Linked DNA regions of Mus musculus: region 2 is linked to region 1. The links are chromatin contacts, called in public HiCAR-type maps. All regions are on one chromosome and are shown on one strand. The core of a region is the stretch at or near the end of the contact, and the rest is flanking DNA. Distances in the headings are between cores, read along the strand shown. Region 1 overlaps Adgrv1 (adhesion G protein-coupled receptor V1). Region 2 overlaps Adgrv1 (adhesion G protein-coupled receptor V1).

Region 1 (7,212 bases), core at 2,765-5,264:
GAGAGAATAACTTAATAATTAGATACTTCCTTGATCATACAATAATTCCCCATCACTACTTATTTGGAAAGGGAACAACTTTTGGCATTCTTTTTTCTCTCTGAGAAAAATGAGGGGGGGGAAAATCATGTCACAGAGCAGACAGAGTAATTTAAATAAGTCATAAGCCCACTCATGGTACGGTTTCAGTCGTGTATTAAATGGATAAAAAAAAAAAACTTGCTAACCTTACCTCCATTACTCTAGAAAAACAACTTATATCTACATTCAGTTGACCACACCATTTTACATTAACCCCCTATTATAATGAAGTGTTAGTTATCTTGTGTGATTTGTTAAGCACAATAAACTATAGAACATGGGCTAGTAATTTTGTATTCACGTGGCTTATAAGGACTTAGATTTACTGTCACTTTGCCACACTGTGAATAACTTCTTTATTACTGTACAGAATACAGTCATATAATACTGCACACAATGCAGTCATGCAATACTGCACACAGTACACAATACAATCATGGTCATGACAAAATACTTGAGGAATACAACTTAGAGGCAGGAAGGTTTATTTTGGTTCACCTGTATAGACTTCTCATTTCTTCCTGGCAGGCAGGACACAAATTTGAGCAGTTCTCTCCCTGCAGCCAGAAGCAGGGGTTGGGTGGACTCATTAGCTGGTATTTCTCATTTTATTCTATCCATATCTCCACCCCATGTGATGGGTGTACCCACACTCAGGGAAGGTCTTTTCTTCCTAAATCAATCCTCTTAGAAAAATGCCCTTACAGGCACTGAACACTGTAATTTTCTGACCTCCTTAGGCAGCTTTTAATCTAATGAGCTTGACAGTCAGGGTTTAACTACCTACCACAATGGTTTCAACTGAATATGTAATGCCATCAAACTCTTGTGGAGTTGAAAACTCATGAGTGAAGTATGGCCGAGTATGTGAAACTGAAACAAAATTACTAGCTCCTCTCACTGCAAAGGTGGTTTTATCTTGTGTTGTTTCTATTTATTGTTGGTAATGATACCACTATCATGAAGAGTTAGTAGGAGGATCAAGAGAATCCAGAAGTGGGTTCAGGAGGTGTGGTCTTTGAGGTGGGCTGTAGAAGTGATGGAATGTGAGTGAAGAGAGTCTCTATAGGTGCTAAGTAGAAGAGAGGGATTGATAAAGTTATTTATTTTTTAAACAAACTGTAACTCTGTAGGAAAATAACATTGAAAAAACTCTGGGACACGGATGGGCAGGAGCAAGCATCGGTGTGTCATCATTGTGTATTTTATTAGAACAGTTTAGAGAACGTTGTAAAATTCTTTTGTGGCTATCTCAACCATGGCAAACTTGAATGCTGGCCTTTTGCATTCCTTCTACAAATTTGGAGACAGCATCAGAAAGAGTTTGCGAAAATACAAATTGTTACTGTGGATGTTCTTGTTCTTTCTCCAATACTGACTCTGCAGAGGGGGCACACATCAATGGGAGGGGTTTTCTATAATAAATAACACACGTTCATAAGTCAAAATTGTAATCTAGAGGGCAATGTTTTTCAGAGTGTGCCATAGCAGCCTCCTCCTGCATCTCACCACAGTGGCACCTCCCGCAGAGCTGAGAGCCTGTGGCATCAGAAGTGCAGAGGAACTTGCAGTTCAGCACATAGTGAAATAGCACTGAAGTGAGCAACCTTATCTTGTCTTTAGAGTACAGGAAATGGTAGCAGGGGTGTGTGTATGTGTATACATGTGTACTTGTGTATGTATGTGTGCATCTGTATATGCATGTACATGTGCGTGTGGCATATGTGTGTGGTCATGTCTGCCACAGTGCATATATGGAGGTCAGAGGACCACTTCTAAGAGTCATTTGACCCTTTGGACCATGGGTTCTGACCATCAGGTTTCCATGGCAATACTTTTACCCAGTATCCCATATCACTGGCCCTACTGTTCTCTGTATTTTATCGGTCACCACCTTCCATCTTGCCATAGTCATGCTAGGATTACAGATACATGCTGCTACCAATGGCTTTATGTGGGCTGTAGGCTCCACACTTTCCTCATGCTTAAGCTGTGAGTATGTTATCCACTAAGTCATGTGCCCAGACAAGAAGGGTTTTTAATTAAAAAAAAATTATTATATCATTTCTAGAATTGGATGGATAAAGAAAGTCTGTGTTCCTACAATGTCACAGCTTCTTAAATGTTCAGTTGCTTCTGAAGGCTAAACTGCTATAAGAAATTTACAGAAATCTTTTTTTGTTCTAAGACAAGGTCTCACCTTGTCTAGGCTGCCTCATATCTTGACCTGGCTTTGAGCCTGTTGTATTCCAGCATCAGCTCCCTGAGGGTGACATGATAGGCAGATGCCACCATGACCAGTTGCTAGACACTTTTAAAGACAGTGAGACTGGAATTTTAGAGTTCTAGAACATACTTTAGAGAAGTTTCGGTGCAGGCTTCTTAAATTTCCATATTTATTTAACAAATTTATGATGACTGTATTTACTTTCTATTTCTCATTTTTATTTCAAAGAAATTGTGGGCCACTACTACAACATGAAGCTATATCTCCAAGAAGTCTTTCCATTTGCCCCCATTGCTCTGCTCCTCCCGGTGTCCCACATATTAGATCGGCACCATAATTGCTAAAGAATGAAAATCATTTCACACTGAAAACAGATCTTAAGCTAGCAGTTAGTGTAGCCATCTCACTCAGAGGTATGAAGATACAAGCTCAAGGTAACTTACTGATTTGCTCAGGTCCACAGAACCAAAGTTGATATCAAGGACTAGTGTTATCTAAAGTTTTCATTCTCTCCTTTCGTTATAAATGACAAGGGCAACTGATAGGTCAATATACAAAGGCACTTTTGCTCTGTTCCTAGAAAATGAACCATAAAATACACTGAGGAGAAAAGAACAATCATAACAACAAAAGGCTGAACGTCATGGCACTGAGCAGCTCAGTTCAAGTGAAAATATACTATAGTGTTTCCTCCCTCCCCATCCACAGAAGTAACAGTTGAAACCAGCAGAAAATTCTGCCTTCCCTAGGATCCTATGCTCAGTTTCCAGCAGTAAAGAGTGGCAGTTACTGGAATCTTCACACAGCACATTAGCTGTGGTATCTTGCTGAAGGGGCTCACAGATATTTACTTAAACAAGCCATATAGCTCCCAGTAACTACAGTAGAAGGCCCAAATGGATCCTGTTGATTGTTTGAAATTATAATTCTAAGCAGGGTGATTAGATTTTAAACAACGCTACAAGCAATTCTTCCAGGGGCCATGAGGAACTCATGGCGCTGTGAGACTGGCTTCCTTCTAGCACGTTCAACAGTCATTGTGACTTTAGGAAGGAGGCAGAGGGAGCTGTTTAGGTGATGGATTAACGGGATGGTAGTCTATTGATTTTGAAAGCATCCCAATTTTCATTATGAAAACAAATAAGGATTAAATGGTTTGGGATAAGTCTTGGTGCTTGCTGTACACCCAGCTTCCTGATTTTGTATCCTGAACAAAAGCTACCAATTCATCTTGCTTTGCTTCATGTGCAGCACACTGCACTGTCTAGTTATCTACCTGTCTTACATATAAACTCTGCAAAGGCCCCCTTTACAATAACTCATATCTCTACTAAGTCGTCTTGCACTGGGCAGAGGCTCAGCTGCCTGATCGGTACCTAAAGAATAAAGTCCATGGGTAAGAAACAACCCCTGGAGGGTGGGGTGGTAATGGGGCTTCCACACTGATAGTAGCTACTTCATCTTTGGCTCGAGGCAGTCACTATCTCATTACCGGGATTTTGAAAGCAGGAAGTTGTGAACTACAAAACAGACACCTGTGGATGATCTGGAACTTGGACGCCTGCCTCGTGACGTTAAGGAATCAAACTGTATCTTACTGTGTGTGCTGCCGGCTGCTTGTGAATGAGGCCCACCCGAGCACTGCCTTTCCCTTGTTGCTCCCAGCCCTGTTTTTGTTTTCTGTTCTTCAGTCCCTCTCTGTTTTCTACAGCAGCAGTTCAGAAATGACGGGGCCAAGTCACAGAACAATCCTGTCTCTAGCCCAGTGTTGCAAACAGATTATGTCATGTGTTGGCCTTCTTCCACAAGAAGAAAAAAACAAAAAAAACTTACAAGAAGCAAAGCCACTTCTCAAAGCAAAGTAAACACACAGCCCATGACTGGCTGCATCTGGCACATGAGGAAGTATGTACTTCCAGTGGACCTAGTGTGCTGACTGTGGCACCAGCTTCTCTTTCGAGGCCACCAGACTGTCTTGGGCTGACCTCATTTCTCCTTTTAACCCCACTCCCAGTCTATCATTTGGTCAAGCAGGGGACCTTTCCTTATTTCAGCTCCTCTAAGTGGGACAGTGCCCCTGGCTATCATCAGCACAGTTCTTAGGGAAAAATGTTGGATGATTAAATGTGTTTTTAATATAAACGTTGTTTTGGTAGTACACACTGGAAAATGATGAAGTATGTAAATAATTTGAAAATGTCAGGCTGGGGATGAGGTGCTAGAACTTGTTAGTCATCTCAAGACCAGATTTCTCCAGAGCAAGTGGATTTGTGGGAGAGGAGCGGGGCACTAGAAGTTTCAAATAAGACACTGAATGTAACTAGGATTTAGTGAGGATCATATCCTAGCCTTATAATTAAGATTTACGGGCTTGACTGTCAGAGCAGGGGAACTGGGAGAGTGGGTCTTCAGGGAACGGCCCCAGGCAGTGGAGGACAAAGTGCCAAATGAGGGGAAATACAGAACATGACGCTGCAGGGGTGGAACCAGAAGAGATTACTATAAATTAGTGAGTGCCCAGAAGACTTCAAGGAAGTGGTAGGTTAATGCTGGATCCCGACCAAACAAACAGAAGACTTGGAACCATCATAAAGGGTAAAATAACGTGGAGGGAGGGGGATGGGCATGACGTCATCCACCCCGCGCCTCGGAACGCATGTGTGCATGGTTTGTTGATTTGGTTTACAGTAAACTGTATTTAACAGCTTACTGACAGAAAGTACATTTAACCAGAATAAATTTTGAGGATTATTTAAGACCATCAGGCTCTTCTCTCTTCCCTCTTTCCTCTTGCCTCTCTTCTCGCTCTTTCCTCCCCTCTGCTGATCGTTCTCCTCCTAAGTTATAAAGCGGCTTTTAACATGTACATACTGTGTGCCCAGCATGGAGCTAAGTGCTCCAGGATTCCACTTCCCAGGGGTTAGGAGTGTCACTGACCTGGAAGTGAAGTAGGCCTCTCTGACCGGCGTACTTAAGTCTCTGCTCTAATCATCCACTTCCTCTCTGAGCCTAAGAATTTTCAATGCATTCTCTGGCATCAAGTCATTTACCCCAAGAACTCTGTGTTATGATGGCCCTGACTTTAAGTTTTCTCCACCTCCAAGGGCCCAGAGAGCTCCATCCTTCCACGGGTTTGTATGTCAGGAGTCAACCAATACAGATAGGAAACATTCTTAACAAATCATACCTGTACTGAACACAAACCTATTTGTCTTCTTGTCATTATTGCCTAGATAATATAGTATTAATGTTATATTTATATAATCTGTATAAAACAATTTATACAGACCCTACCTTGGATTAGGTATTTCAAGTAGTCTAAATGACATATGGAAATATAAGAATTTGTGCATCAGTATATGGAAATACTTTCAAGAAGGACTTGAACATGCACAGGTTATGGTATCCTCAGTAGAACCCTGGAGCAACCCTCCCCACATACAGAAGGATCACTGTATCTTCATAGCTATTGTTTATGTAAACAGTATTGCTTACATGACCCATCTGTTCTGCTTAATGTCCTAAATGTTTCTCAAAAGTTCATGTGTTAAAGGCTTGCTCCCAGAGGGTGGTACTCCAGCAAGTGTTAGAAACATTTGGAGGTAGAACCTAGTAGAGAGAAAGCTAGGGCATGGCAGGCATGCCCTAGAAAGGTGCTATTAGGACTCTGTCCCACTGAGCCCTATTGCCCCTCAGTATTTACTAGCTGTCATGAGATAAGAAAGGTTCTCATGCCACACACTTCTACCTTGGTGTTGTTACCCCTCCCCCACTCCACCCCACCCCCGTCGGCGTAAGAACAGTGAAGGGAGCTACCAGGATCTGAAGCTTTGAACCAAAATAAAACTTTTGTATGAGTCAAGTTTATCACAGCAGTGGAAACTTTCCTAACATTCTCATTGTTGGGTTTCAAACTTGAGACAGATGGCTGAGGTGCCTATGTGACACATCAAAAATTGTCCTATCATCTCAGTCCCTAGCTGTTACAGGGCCTCCTGGCTAACATACCCCACCCCACCCTAAACTTCTCCAGGCCAGGGACTGGGCTGCCCTTGCTTGCTCTGTAATCTGACCAGTTTGGTAATCTGTTCCCTGCCTTCTACTCTCTTTTGGGCCTTCTGCCTGGTTCCCCTCTCTCCCCTCTCCCTTTCCCTGTGCTGTCTCCTTACATGACTCATATTATCTCTGGACTCCCACATATGTAATAGGCTTTCTCCTCTACCAAACCTGGGAGCAGTCATGTTCTCCCCCTTTTATTTCTTTCTTTCATTCACCTGGTGCTGAATCTGGGACCAGTCATGTCCTTACCTATTTCTTTTTGTTTGTTTGTTTCTTTTTTTATTCACTCCTCAAAAAGACATGATACACATTGAATTTTAAGATGTATTTTTATTGTGTAAAGTGTGCTCTGTGTATGTATGTGGATGCCAGTGGAAGCCAGAAGAGGGTGTTACATACTATGGAACTGCATCTGAATTTTTTAAGTTGCCTAACATGGATGCTAGAAACTGAAGTGCTGTTCTCTGGAAGAGCAGCCAGTGCTCTAACCACTAAGCAATATCCCTAGCCAAATGTATCCCTTTTAAAGAGTCCTTTAAAAGATCAGTATTTTCATGTTTTTCTAGCAGTTCAGAGTTTAAAAGATTTCTCTCTCTTTCTCTCTCTCTCTCTCTCTCTCTCTCTCTCTCTCTCTCTCTCTCTCTTCCTCCCTCCTCCTCCTCCCTGCCCCTCCCTCTCCCCTCCTGCCCTCCCTCTCATATACCAGTATCCTGGCAAAAGTCATGTCTGAACTCTGTCCTGTGACACCCCTGTGGGTGAACACAAGGATGCAGGCTGTGTGTGTGTGGGGGGGGGGGGGGTTGGAGAAGGGAAGGAGAAGGAGAAGGAAAAGGACTAGTGTAGTA
Region 2 (7,212 bases), core at 2,850-5,349, 210 kb before region 1:
CTGACTATTGCGGATCTCAGTTGTACTCTGTAACTTCTCATGATAAACCACATTTTAACTTCTGACTGGAAACCTCCAGAGCATCCCTGCTGCTCTCACAGCCTCTGCTGGAGGGCTCTGTCCCATTCAGAAGCCACAGGGACAGGTGGTTAAAACACAGGCCAATGAAGGGTAAGGAAAGGTAAAGTGGGGGGAAGGCAGCTCACCCAGCTACGTTAACCAGTTTTTTACAGTCAGGCAGATGCTAATGCAGGTGAATCAAGTAGGACATGTTAATATTTCTGAAGCTTGAGGACATAAATTGTACCTAAAATTTTTGTTCCTAAGGCTGCTTGAACTATTTCTTATTGGTGGTCAAAGGTTGAGATGACAGAACAACCTGAACAGCATAAGAAGAAAGACATTTTCTTAATATTTTTCTATATTCTATAGCAATAAAAATTGTGTGGTAAGTGTAGATATTCATGGTGAATATTAATTACTTATATGTAATACTAGCAAATGTCTGTCATGCCAAAATAATTAATATAAGCCATTAAAGTAGTGAGGAATGAATAGTGTGTTAGAATGAGGCTGAGATTAAATACCTCAATATACTGTACTATGTCTAGACATCAAAAGCAACCCTGTTATACTAATGTCATATTTATATTTATGAGATTCTTCATTTATTGTATCTAATATCACTTTCTGAGAGTCTTTTAACTGATGAGTAGCTGAAAGCATTCTTTATGATAACTGAGTTAATGCTACATAACAACCATAACTTTCTACTGCCCACCTGAAAATATTTTCAAAAAATGTTCATTGAACGAGTAAAATTGTCTTCCTTGGAAACATGAAAGTGGAAGTGTTGGGTTTCTTTGCTACTTTGAATTTGCCTAGGGAAGTGATCAATAAATATTGATTTTAGAAGAGCAACAAATAGCACTAGCTAGTACATAAGTCCTGGTGTATAGGCACCAATAGCATAGAGTTTTCCTTCTGTAGAGAAAGGTTCAGGGCTACAGGAATCTGAGAGATTAACCGTAAGGACTCAGCCTAGCCAACAATTAGTGTTCGATTAACCGTAAGGACTCAGCCTAGCCAACAATTAATATTCTGACTCGGGTGATTATTATCCTCAAACCCACCAGATACTCATGAGACTCCAACAAAAATGTCCTTCTGTCATTTAAAGAAACAACCCTTGGGGAATCTTTGACTCTTAAGGATTTGGAATTACTCTTTTGAAATCTTTCCCAGGATTCACGATCGAAAGGCTCGTGAGAATATAAAAAAGTTAGGCGAGAGCAAATAAGTCCTCCTCTGGTCTTTGTGGGTTTGAACCAGGGCAGGAAAATCCCATTTGCCTTTTATGCAACATAAAGGCTAAAAGCCTTCTGTGAGATATCTATGGAAGAACATTTTAGACTTACCGTACGCAACAGTTATTCACTGTTCCTGTTATCCAATTATTTAGCTTGTTTTGCAATGTATTAAATGATACGCTAGGAACTACAGAGGAGAATACACAGAACAAAATCGAGATCCACCAGTTTGTGAGGAAGATGGGAAAAGTGAGCAGATGAACTCTGTAGAGTAGAGTAAGCTTGGGGGCCTTCAGAGCACATAGTAGAAGGAATGGACATGGAGTTATTCATTCTACCCTGGATGAGGAGTGGGCTCACAAGATTTTGATAAGGATGAGAATTCTCAAGTTACATTGAAAGCTGAGATGTTTTTATCATGTAGGATCTATAGTTAAAGTGCAAACGTTAGTAAAGGCAGAGGTATGGGGTGTGTCCGGTAGGATCAGTGATGCTAAGGGATTTCTTTAACCTGGATTATGTTCCGTTTAGTTTGCAAGGATTCATTGGTGGTTCAACTGCTTAAGAGTTGCTGAGTGAGGAAATCACGGTCGGTGCAGACCTGGAAGTGGTGGGGATTAGTCTCCAGGTCTAAGCAGGTTTGACTTAGGGGACAGTAACAAAAATAACAATTCCTTACACCTATTCTTGGATGAGAGTTTGGGCCCCACAGGCATGTATTTGTGTCTGACAAGCACTGCTTTTAGAAATGTGTTAATTGATCTAAAAAGGCCCAAGTGTGCCTTACTACCCTATTTTCTATGGAAGGTTTAGAATCCTCTTTTCTGTCAGGTGTGAGTGGGATCATAGTTTTGTTTTGATTTTTTTTGGTTTTTTTTTTCTTTTTGTTTGTTTGTTTTTGTTTTTCGAGACAGGGTTTCTCTGTGTAGCCCTGGCTGTGCTGGAACTCACTTTGTAGACCAGGCTGGCCTCGAACTCAGAAATCTACCTGCCTCTGCCTTCTGAGTGCTGGGATTAAAGGTGTGTGCCACCATGCCCGGCTGGCCCTTTATTCTTGTATTGAGTTAATATCTATTAGAAATTAAGTCATTTATTATACACTGAAATATATCAGTTTTTTTAAAAAATATTAATGTCTTACAACAATCTAAAAAACTGTGATATTTGTTCCAGTGAAGGAATAGGAAAAGATATAAGGGAAGTATTTTTAAATGCTACTTCAAATTCATTCTACTAAAATCATGTACTAAGGACCCACAAAAATATATACAAATATGTTTGTAAGAATTATTAATAAAAAAAGAGGCCATAAATGTGGAAGAGAACATGGAGAGGAAATGAGAGGGATTGGAGGAAAGGAAAAATGTAAAAATATGTCCTTCATGAAAATATAAAGAATGAAATTAAAATGACCCACAAAGGCTTAACCAGTACAACTTTTATCTGTTATAATATTTAAAATTCAGGAAGAAATACAATAGTATTACAAAGCAAAAGTAACAATTGTTTAATTGTGGAAAATGTGTATGTTTTTAGTTGGACTACTTTTTATTTTCCTGTGTATGTTTTCAGTGGGACTACTTTTTGTAAACTTACCGTCGAATTCATATTCTTGAGTTAAAGACAGAATTCATAGTCCAAAATGTATGGTGAAACAACACAGGAAGATACTTGTTCTGTTGTTTACATCTTGCCATGAGTCCCTCTTATTTTTTTTACAAGTTATTAATAGGCTTGAGAAAAATAATATAAGCAGTTGCGCTGAACAGAAGCAAAGTGGAGAGACTAGACTTCCGCCAGAGCCCGCTGCTGTTTTGAGAGGGGAAGCCGGGTGCAAACAGTTGTGTGAGAAACTGGGAGAGAGGAAGCAATTCAGGTCCACAATGACTGCTGATATTTGATTTACTCATTTTGGAGTTTACAAGCGGCTGCCAAGTTGCGTCTAAAGCATGCTGCGTAATCCTTGGAGGCCTCCCTCCAGGCCAATGTCTGCGACGCTTGCGTCAGTGGTGGCCGTGAGGGAGGAAACCACTTAAGAAAGGATTGTTTACTACTTAGTTTAACTTGGAATTAAAAGACTAAAATAAGCCCTTGGAACTCTGTTTTTGTTTTGTTTCTCATAAAAAAATAAATTCATTACCCCCTTCCCCCCCCCCCCCCCAGAGAGATACCAAGTGTACAATCCCAAATGCTAATTAGAATCCCCTTCTGAGCAGCATCTTTGAAGGTCTTTGAAGGTCAGTGAGAAAATTCTTACTTTCTAAAATGACCTCCATATTCCCTATCATTTGTAAGTCCCATGTGAGAGTAAGCAAACAGACTAACCAAAAATTACCTCAGTCTTCACAGTCATTCTATCAGTTGCTTGTGAGATTAGACAAACTAACTCCAGCCTAATTGTGATGACGTCCTCAAGGACACAGTGGTCTAAGGCTCACTGAGGGAGACTGTCCAATCCGAAGCATACAGAGGGTATGTGGAAAGGACTGCGGTCCGCGTCCGAGTTGCCTTTTTTTGCTACATACTTAGTCAGTTTTCCAGCTAGTGGATTATAGTTTCCTTGAGGGTAAAGACTGCTCATATTTGTTTGTTAAATCTCATCCTGTTGATAGACTGGAACACGAGGAGAAACCTTTGAGTGTCTACCTGTGAGTAATTGTTTCCCTAGGATAAGCCTACTTCAGCTGCTAAGTGGAGCCTAGCGTGGGAAAGGGGTTGAGGAAATAAAGGTCACAGACTCAGCAGTGTATGGACCGTGCACGGCTTTTGTTTGCTTTTTCTCTCTTGCGAGCAGAAGGAAGTGATAGGACCGCCCAGCAGCACAGCTGGCTGCAAGCTCAGCCCCACTTCTACAGCTCTCTATCAAGAGTGGATTCTCAGACACCCACTGGACGCCATCACTCCGCAAGTAGTTTTAAGATACACAGGCAAAGGGGGGGGGGGCTTGCAAATGGACCCGATCATCATTTATATTTTAGAGCAATCCATCGGTGAGATTTGAAAACAAAGGAAACACGGGGAAGCAAGGAGCGTTGTACGTTCTAAAAATGTAAAGAGAAAAGAACAATCCCACGAGGTCTCAACTTCAGACAGAGAATTGTCAGCAACCAAGGAATGCAGAGTGGGAGAAGTAGTCTTCTGTAGGGAAGGGCATTCCAATTGGTTATCCAAAACCAAATGGCTCGCCCTAAAGACATACATAAAAGGAACAGGAAGCAGATCGAGGAAGTTGTATTTATGTATTTAAGAACACACATATATATGTGTAACAACTCTTAAAAAAAAAGAGGCCATGAGTTTGAATGAGGCCAAGGGGGCACACTGGAGGGGTTAGAGAGGAGACAGGAAAGAGGGATAATGATGTAATTAATTACACTATAATTTCAAAAATACTTAAAAACATACAAGAACAAACAGCAATTACCATAGGAGTAAAATACAAGTTATTTTATTCGCTTAGGTTTAATTGCTTTTTCCTGTAAACACATTAGGTAAAGCTATGTTTATTTGGGGAATGGACTCTTCTCATCACAGGAAGAACAACTTTCCCCCCATTTCCTTCTGGGCTTTTATATTTTCAATTTTCTTCTTCATTATGCTGTTTGTTATTGTTTGTATTTTATCTTTGATTTTCCCAAAGGGTCAATAGCATTTATTTAATTTAAAATTTTAATTCAATTAGAGTAAATTATTTTAAGATGATATTTAAGCCCCTTGAGTCCCAAAATGTCATCAGTGATATCTTTGGGCTTTATAAAGTTCAGGGAATATTAAATACACCCGAGAGTGGAACACTGACTGGCAGCATCCTCTTTACAGAGATCACTGGGGAAAACAGAATCCTAGTCTCCCAGGCAGGCTGGGAAAGCTTGAGTTTCACGTCAAGGCTTTGTCTTCTGTGCTTTGAAAGGTTCACTCAGAGAAGCAACCACCACATGGTTCATTGTGGAGTCACATCTCAGCTCCACTTTGTGATCACTAGAACTGCTAACCTAACAATTTGTTCATGACAACCACAGCCTCAATATGTCACCTTCTCCTGAGGATATGGGTCACCTCACGTTCCCCATTTCCCATTAGCCTCTTGTCTTTATGAGGAAGTCAACAGTGGCTGATCTTAGAGCTCCCTTTCCTATTCAGTCTGACCCTGAGCATTGACTGCTCTGTGCTCAAGTGCTCTGTAGCCTCTGCTTCTAAGGAAACAGCCCATACTCTCAATATTCACAGCTTGATAATACTTTAAGATTATATATATATATATATATATATATATATATATATATATATATGAACATCATTACAGTTAAAAGCATCATTGTGTGATGTCTGCTGCTAATTGATGGAATATTCTGTATGTCTTGCACTCTACCTTTTATGCCAGAAGTGGCTGGATCCTACCTGTGCAATTTTGGAACAGAAATTAAACGATGAGTTCCAGGAAGGCTTACAGTAGCTGTTATTTCTGATTTAATCAAATTAAAAGGAAAGGATAAAAAAGGACAATGAAGTCCACCTGTGTCCAGTGTTGCTGGAAATTATGTCCCTGCTAAGTTGACATTTTTGATTAAAGGTTCTAATTATCAAGCTGTTAATACTCTGAGTTGAGTACTCATTAACGGTGCTACCATTTAATAGCTTTGTCTGATCGCAAACCTTTTCTTTCTTTTAATCTTGTGTTTTTCCACTGAATACTTTAGGAGAGGTAGACTCAGGCCAGATGATCCCAGTGAAAGATGGAAAGTGAGTGAGGGCTTTATAGTGTTTAGATTTATCCAAGGTATGGATGCAGATGTTGAAAAACAAGCCTGAAGAGTGATTAAAGGTTTGAAAGGAGAGGAAAAAGCATGAACTGACAACCAACAGCTTTTTTTTTCCACATTTGAAGGTGTTTTAGTTAGGGTTTTCCATTGCTATGGAGAGGCACTTATAACTCTTATAAAGGAAAACATTTCACCTGGCCTGACTTACAGTTTCAGAGATTAAGTCCAGTATCATGTCAGAAAGCATTGGCAGCATGCAGGCAGGCAGGGTGCTGGAGTAGCCAAGAGTCTGCAGGAGGAGAATGTGCCACTCTGGGTGTTACTTGAGCATATATGAGACCTCAAAGCCCACCTGTGCAGTGACAGTAACAGTAACACACCACGTCCAGCAAGGCCAACCTCCTAATAGTGCCACTCGGAATGAGCCAAGCATTCAAGCACATTTGTCCATGGAGCCATACCTATTCAAACTACCACAGAATGCAGACCACTTTTACAGTAAGGACTAAGACAAGGAGAAGAAGTTTGTGTACTTAGGAAAGCTCCTCACAGGTATAAGGAATACCATTTACATTAATATATTCTCAATCTATTAGTCCACTATTTATAAACCTTGAGGTCAAATTTGATATATTTTTACCTAGAATATTTTAATGGTTTTACTCCATTCTGAAACTTGTTTTCAAGAAAGCTTTTTGATTCATCTTTGTTCTCTCTCTCTCTCTCTCCTCTCATTTTCTTTGAATGAGAGAGGAAGTAAATGTTATTGAGTATCTTATTGAAAACAAAGGATAGTAGTTTTATATAAGAGCATCACAGAGACAGACATGAATAACTTGCCCAGTTTCCTGGTGTAAATACAGCCTCATTCAGATAATTTCTAAGTTGGCTTTGTCACTGTGCACATGTCATGTGCCTGTGACAATGAAATGCCTCATCACCACAAAATGACTCTCATTTGGAGATGTCTCAAAAAAGTAGACCTTGTGTGGTAGTTGTGTTTTGTTCCCAAGCTCAAAGCACACAGCAAATTAACCTTGTGTTCAAGGTTACCTGTTATCTCCATCTGCCTAGGCCTGTCCTGCTTTGAGCACTGCAACTCCAAGAGCCTGCTCCATCACTCACTTTGGGGACATTTGGAA

Evidence for each region. HiCAR-type assays count read pairs that join an accessible place to other places.
Region 2: a HiCAR-type map of fibro-adipogenic progenitors shows a contact between it and region 1, with 2.8 times the contacts expected there. The contact joins two enhancer-like sites. A contact is called at or near these places in 5 of 484 Hi-C or Micro-C datasets (arterial endothelial cells, embryonic stem cells, neutrophils and 2 more), 3 of 115 datasets of contacts at active chromatin or transcription factors (bone marrow-derived macrophages, fibro-adipogenic progenitors and heart atrium) and 2 of 9 other capture datasets (bone marrow-derived macrophages and embryonic stem cells).

Annotation. Positions count from the first base shown.
Region 1 is chr13:81,133,758-81,140,969 of GRCm38.p6, reverse strand. All of the region lies in intron 87 of Adgrv1 (adhesion G protein-coupled receptor V1), which reads left to right. Among named protein-coding and RNA genes, the nearest start is that of Gm32639, 34 kb to the right of the region's middle. Within about 2 kb of position 4,014, at least 150 of the 459 cell types and tissues checked have an H3K27ac peak or open chromatin away from gene starts, as enhancers often do. A contact at or near this core is called in bone marrow-derived macrophages, fibro-adipogenic progenitors and heart atrium, where this site is marked.
Region 2 is chr13:81,348,513-81,355,724 of GRCm38.p6, reverse strand. All of the region lies in intron 83 of Adgrv1 (adhesion G protein-coupled receptor V1), which reads left to right. Among named protein-coding and RNA genes, the nearest start is that of Gm32639, 250 kb to the right of the region's middle. Within about 2 kb of position 4,099, at least 67 of the 459 cell types and tissues checked have an H3K27ac peak or open chromatin away from gene starts, as enhancers often do. A contact at or near this core is called in bone marrow-derived macrophages, fibro-adipogenic progenitors and heart atrium, where this site is marked.